2 separate regions of the Zea mays genome follow, and region 1 is linked to region 2. A link is a contact called in public Hi-C data. All regions are on one chromosome and are shown on one strand. Each heading gives the region's core, a stretch centred on a gene start, on an enhancer-like site or on the middle of the called end of the contact. The rest is flanking DNA. Distances are from core to core; before and after follow the strand shown.

Region 1 (3,468 bases), core at 114-2,613, 160 kb before region 2:
CCCTCTCGAACCTCATCTCTGCATCACTCTTAACAGCCTGTCGCAGTTTGTCCAGCTTAGCCAACCGGCTCTGTTCCTTTTCCAAGAGGGTCAACCTACAAAGGACACGGGTTTCTTCAGACCTTTTTCCCAAATACAACAGAGTAATGTACCCTACTGGATTCCTCTTCTGAATACCTCTTCTGCCTGGCAGCCAGGAGCTTTGCCTCAAGAAGCTGCCCTCGATCCTCCTCCTGCAATGACCCTGAAGGGCTCTTAATTGAGCGCCTTGCTTTGGAGGACAATGCTTCATGGAATTGCTGGAGAATAGCAAGTCGTATAAGATAGAGGACATAGCAAAAACTCATCTGTAACAGCATGACTTAAATTCTGCAAAAGCTAACTAGCCAAACATGAGCTTCCTTTGTCCATAGAATTGCTTCCAGATACATCTCAATTCTCAAGTCAATTGTCATGCAGCTCCTGAATGTGGTCAGGTACAGTGCCAAGCTAATGAAGAGTTCACCAATCCACCTAATCAAGTTTTATCTATAAACTACGAAAGCATAGAAATGGTCTTGCATTAGTTAGTTAACCAAGTGCGAGCTTCCACAGCCAATAGAATTGGCAAATAAATGTAACACTCGAAGTGGAGCATGATGCAACTCCGGATTTGATCAGCTAATGCGTGTGGTGTGGACGCGTGGTAGAGTGCTAATTGCTCCTAAGCTAACGCAGACTTTAGCATCCACCGACACCTTTTGATCTACATGTTATTATACTACTAAAACATGTACAAAATCCCCGCTCGCAACTACACCGAACACGAAATTCAAACCCGAGTTCGGTTAAATAAATAAAACATATTAACATCTTAACTTTTCCACCTACAAAACCAACAGGGACAAAATGTAGTAATTTCTACGTCACGCGAGGGGGAACGGAGAACACAAACACACCTGCCTCCGGAGATGCGCCTGGCGTAGCTTGGTCTCGATCTCCTCGGCCGTCGGCGCCTTGCCGCCGTTTTCTCCGCTGCCCGCCTGGAGGAGCCTCCGCCTGATCCTTGGTGGCACCCTGGCCAGTGGCGTCGGCGACCCCTCCTCCACCGCAGGTATCTCCAGCGCCACCGCCTCCGGCACCCCCATTCCGCCGCCGATCACCGAATCGAACCCAGGTTCCACTCGGAACTCGCCGACTCCGCGCCGTAGCCCCTTCTGGGCTGAGACGAACACCGATGAGATCTCGAAGGCCGCCACTCGACTCGACTGTGCCGAGTGCCAACTCCTGGCTTTCGTACTTTGGAACTTGGGGCCGTTACAGGCGTCGGCCGGTTCATCTCGTCACGATATTTTTTAGATTGTTTCTTAATATAATTCTCTCGCATACAAGATTTATACGGATAATTAAAATTCAGAATAAATATAAAATAAAATTAGATAATAATTTGGACATGTAAAAACATAAAATTAGATAATAATTCGAATGAGTAAAGATATCAGACACTACTCGAATAGATAACCAATATTTGGTAGATAGTTTGTCCTAATAACAGATATTAGCCAACCATTCGATAAATCAATAAAATATAAAAATACAATCATGTACTCTCTCCATCTCCGTTCCAAATTTTAAGTGACTAGTATATATATATATATATATATATATATATATATATATATATATATATATATATATATATATATATATATATATATATATATATATATATATATATATATATATATATATATATATATATATATATATATATATATATATATATCATACCGAAAATATAATGGTATCTATTTAATATGACACATATTAGTATTTTCTATAAATTTAACTAAACTTGGTATATTTTGATATAGTACTATTTTTAAAATTGTATTTTTTTATATTAGAAGTATATGCCTGACATTTCATTAAGATGGCATCGTTTTAGCTTTAGATGCGGAAAATAAAAATATATAATATATACTGAAATGTAGATATATACTTAGGAAAAAGAAATATAGAGATATACTTGCAAAAAAGAAATATGTATAGAAATGTGAAAATAACCTTAATATTAGGATAAGTATAGAACCCTCTCGAAAATGATATTTCTACAACTTGTTAAGGATGTCATTTTATGTTCTGTCATCATTCCCTGTTCTGTCTTTCTCATTTCTCCTCCCCGCAAAGCTTATTCTCATTTTCATTCACCCGTACAGCCTACGTCTAGCTAAAATTAAAAAAGACAAATGGCTCTAATGAGATTTGAACCCACAACTCCTCAAGCAAATACAAGTAGTAACTACCACTACACCACATATGTGTTTATATCTACATCTATGACAGGAAAAATATCTACTACATCTTTCCTAAGCCCAGTTGCTAACCTTGCACAATGTGTAGTAGTAGATAAATATCACCGAGATTCTTGAATTATATTTTTGATGGAGCGAGTAGTATTTAAAAAAGAGCCTTGCATGCAATTTCTTTTGTTTGAATAATGTTTTCAACTTAAATTCATTTTTTGCATGCGTGGCATTTATTCTCCATAATATTTTTTCCATAGATGTGACTTGTGAGTCATTTTCATAAACCAACGCCAAGGATGAATCCATGTTTCTTACTTAGAAACCCCGGACAAACACCACTAGCAGGAGCCGCTTGCGTTGGCGTCGCTCATCGACGACGAGAAGAAGCTTAGCGACTGCCAGTTCGAATTCTAGAAGCAGTCCTACGTGGTCGCATGCGCCGCTGTGTACAACAAGCTTCGGCGCAAGCCGCCGCTTGGACGCGGTCCAGAGCGGATGTACCGCACTGTCTATTGTCAAGCAGGGGGACCTCATGGTCGTCGCCAATGTCCGACTCTCGGGTTGTTCTGGGCACCGCATCCGACGACGGCGTCATCATGTCGTCTAGCTCATCGTCCACCTGAAGCCCAACCTGCCACGTAAGTCGCTACTGACGACCATGAATTTTTGTGCGCTAGGACGACAGTCGTTGCTAACGTTGTGTGAGCTTCCTCGAACATGATGTATGTAGAGGAGTAGCGCATCCGGTGGTGCAACGGCTAGGTGTACTACCTCGCTGATGAGACCGAGGTGTACTTCGTCTGGTAGCCCAACCAAGAGTCGTCGATACTCGCCATATCGCGCGCGTTCGATGACTACTATATCAAGGACTGTGGCATCATCTCAGCGTCGGTGGTGACGCAGATAAGGACTGACAGCAATGACCAGTTCGCCATCCACGCCACCGTCGGGGTAGCTTTTGTGCTTGCCTGCCTTTAATTCTCTTCGCAAACACACACACTTGCCTTTTTGTCTAAGCAAGCGCGTATGGTGGTGCGTGCCTGATGACTAACGATGTATGAGGGAATTTCTTCCGGTAGGTGTGGGACGTGCTTGTGGCATATATCAAAGTCTGCATGATACTGATGGTTGCAATGTAGTGGTGAAACGACTAGATTAAAATAACAAAATTTATGTATGT
Region 2 (3,329 bases), core at 713-3,212:
ACTTTTTTCTTCACCGTGCCTGAACCTTTTTCAAGCTTCCGTGGACACACCGGATCCATCCTCTTCCACTCACCGTCTGAAAGATGATTCCTCCATGGAGATCGTATCCGGTCCACCACGGTTGCCTCCCTCTTTGCCATTTGACCATTAATTAGAAAATCAGTACCTAGATCTTGGAGTATTGTTGTGTAGACTCTTGAAGTAAAAACAACAACAAACCAAAGATAGACGCGGTTGGGGCGGCAATCTTCTTCCTCCGCTGATCTAGCCCACACGCTTCTCCTTCTCCCGTGTCCCGTTCTGGAACCAGAACCTGTAGTACTGGAGGTTGTAGTGTTCCGCGAGGAGACTGTGGGGACAGCGTACGAGAGGAGCACCCGCTTCCTCTCCTCCTCCCCCGCCATCTCAAGAGATCTGGAGGCCATAGAACCATGGGCGGAGGGGGTCAGACTCGAAGCGCACTTCTGCAGGAACCTGGGCAGCTTCTCTCGTAGAGTTGCTAGTGGCAGCCCGCTCCAGCTTCTACACCCCCTAGAAAGCAAAGCAAAGAAACAGCGGGGGAGATGGGGGTCAACCGGCCCTCACACCACTATCTCCTCTGCTGCCAGCTTCCCCATGACGTTCCCGTCCTCGTCACTGCCCCCTTCGTCCGACTGGAGCTAGATGCCACAGGGCGCCCCCGCGCCAGCGCAGGCAGCGACGTACACGCGAGGGAGCGGGAGGTCGTCATGCGCGCGCAGTAGCGGTTGAACCCTCTGAGGAACTGGACCCACACGACACTCCCCTCCATTGCGGCGCCTCCGTGGCCGAACGAAGAACTGGGAGGCGATTGCGGGGATCTGGGCAGACAAAAGAAGGCAGACGGTGGTGTGAGGGCATCCGGTAGAGCGTTAGTGGCGGAGTGGGAGAAGGCGGCACAGAGGAACGGGAGGGAGAGAGCGACGAGGCGAGGGTCTCCTGCTCCCGATGCTCGTGCGCCTTTGGGGACGGGTTGCCGGAGGAGGACACACCCATGGCCATCGAGTGGGAGGAGTACAAATTTGTTGTGGCAGAGGGAGCGAGGCGGATGCGGACAGGGATGACTACGCCGCGCAGCGCGGACGGGCGAGTGGGTGGTACAAGATCTTAGAGCATAGATCTAGAGATCTGAGTAAATGACTCACCGAGGCAGCGAGAACTCACATGAAGACGAAGAAGGCGGAGGGCGGTCGCTTGGGCTTGCCGCTCGTGGCGGCCTTCTTGCGCTTGCTGGCGACGCCACCAGCCCGGAGCCTGCAACAACAACCAAGAGCACCGTCAAACTATCACAAGAAAAAAGAGGAGGTGGTGTAGGCGCGGAGATCCAACCAGCCCCAAATTGTATCCTTCAACGCACCTGATAGTAGACGAGCGCACGCTCGAGCTGGAGGTCGGAGTCGCCGGCGTACTTTCCGGTGTGGTCGATGCCGTGCTCGTCGCATATCGGCCATCGTGGAGGTGGGATTCGTGGGGGGTAGGAGGCGGCGGGAGGAGCTAGGGTGCTCGCACGGTTGGACGACCGGGTGGGGCGGGGCGATGCGTGGGGGTGAGAGTGCGCGCATCGGACGGCTGAGAGACTCTAGAGCGTATTGGACGGTTGAGATCGTCGGAAGGCAGAACAAAGCAGAGGCAGCCTACCCCTTAGAGCCTTAATAGGTAGTATAGATTATGAGAAATTATTTAGATCGTGATACATTAACACCTCTCGTATACACATTCTTCTGAGAAGAACGCCTCAATTTACCAAATCAACCCCACGAAAACCTGCAAATCACACCCGTGTCTGTACGCCACCCAGTTGCTTCTCTGTGTACTCTCCAACTCATCACCGGCTCCATCCTTGTCCTACACTGACCTCGTCCCCATCCCGCAACCGCAAGCAACCACCGATCCAGCCCGTTCGGCCTTTCGGTAAGCTCGGCCCCCGTCCAATCCTGGTTCCCGCGATTTCCTTCGTGCTAGGGTTTAGTCGGGATCGGCGTTCGTTTTCCCTAATTTCGGTGAATTTTCCGCTTCTTTTTAATATACTGTTTCTTCCTTCTCGGCGGTGGATAGGCGAATGGTGACGAACCAGGACGCGGAGGCGGCATCGGCGGCAGCCCCGGGGCCAGGGGCGACGGTGGACCCGATGCGCCTAGCGTCGCGGTGGCGGTCCCAGACGGAGTGGGACCGCGCGGTGCCGGAGCTGGAGGCTGAGCCGGAGCCGTCCGAGCTCAACACCGTCAACAGTTCGGGACTCTTCTCCGTCGTCTCTACGGACAAGTTGTCCGTGAAATACCTCGGCAGCCATCACCACGGCCACGACGTCGGTGTCGTGCAGGCCGACCGCCCCGCTCCCACGCGCCGGGCCGTGTACTACTTCGAGATGGCCGTCAGGAACGCGGGATACAAGGGGCAGACATCCATAGGGTTCACGAGCGAGAGCTTCAAGATGAGGCGACAACCGGGGTGAGGACCCTTGTATTGCTGCCCTATTTTTTCTGATTATATATGATTTGCATTTTCTGTTTTGTCATTTATCATGAAAGCTTAGGATGTAATTTCCAATAATTGCATCACTTGTATAAATTTGTGCACAATTTGTTCCAGAAATCTTCAAATGTTAGTTATGTGATCATGATTGGCTATTTGTCGTTAAGGTCATAAGGTGTTTTTCATGCTATAGCTAAATTTCTAACTGTATTGAAGAGGTTGGTTCTCGCAGACTGCCAGACTATTTCTGATTTATGGAATTTCTGCTGGTTAACTAGATTTCTCCTCTTTACTTTACATTTGAGCTGACCTCATATTGCAAATGCTAGTGTTTATGTGGCTTACTTGATTTTCTCTCTCTCAAATTTATCCTTTGTGTCCTTTGTTCTTTCCAGTTGGGAGTCAAACAGTTGTGGATACCATGGTGACGACGGCCACCTTTACCGGGGTCTAGGGAAAGGCGAACCGTTTGGGCCAAAATTCACATCTGGTGACATAATTGGCGCTGGCATCAACTACTTGTCACAGGAGTTCTTCTTCACGTAAGTTTGGGAGTTCTTAGTAAACTGATAGTGTTTGCTTGTTTGACTGGCTATTATTAACCTTCTAGGGCATTTTTTTCTTGGCTGAACATAGGATGCGAATATATTTGTATGTCACTTTGCCATAAATCTTTCTAGCTTTGCAAATATTCTTATCAGTACATCCGTAGAATGTCAATTCTTGAATTTAGGAAAAGAACCAAGTCTTTGTATATGCACCTGGTACCACTCTTTGGCGCTTTGCTAGTTTCGACATGCCAATGCCATTCTTTATGTTCAGGTTGGAATGTGATGTAT

The links. Hi-C and Micro-C count contacts between places; a contact is called where the count stands out from the background.
Region 1: a contact with region 2 is called in a Hi-C map of ear, with 4 times the contacts expected there. The contact joins the promoter of LOC103653627 here to the promoter of LOC100273623 in region 2. A contact is called at or near these places in 4 of 25 Hi-C or Micro-C datasets (ear, endosperm, leaf and 1 more).

The regions. Positions count from the first base shown.
Region 1 is chr4:121,615,327-121,618,794 of Zm-B73-REFERENCE-NAM-5.0, reverse strand. It overlaps LOC103653627 (T-complex protein 11), which reads right to left and starts at 1,363. Exons shown (of 12, transcript XM_008680471.3): 1 at 939-1,363; 2 at 178-299; 3 at 1-95. The coding sequence starts at 1,127.
Region 2 is chr4:121,453,677-121,457,005 of Zm-B73-REFERENCE-NAM-5.0, reverse strand. LOC100273623 (putative SPRY-domain family protein) reads left to right here and starts at 1,962. Exons shown (of 10, transcript NM_001148039.1): 1 at 1,962-2,466; 2 at 2,886-3,032. The coding sequence starts at 2,078.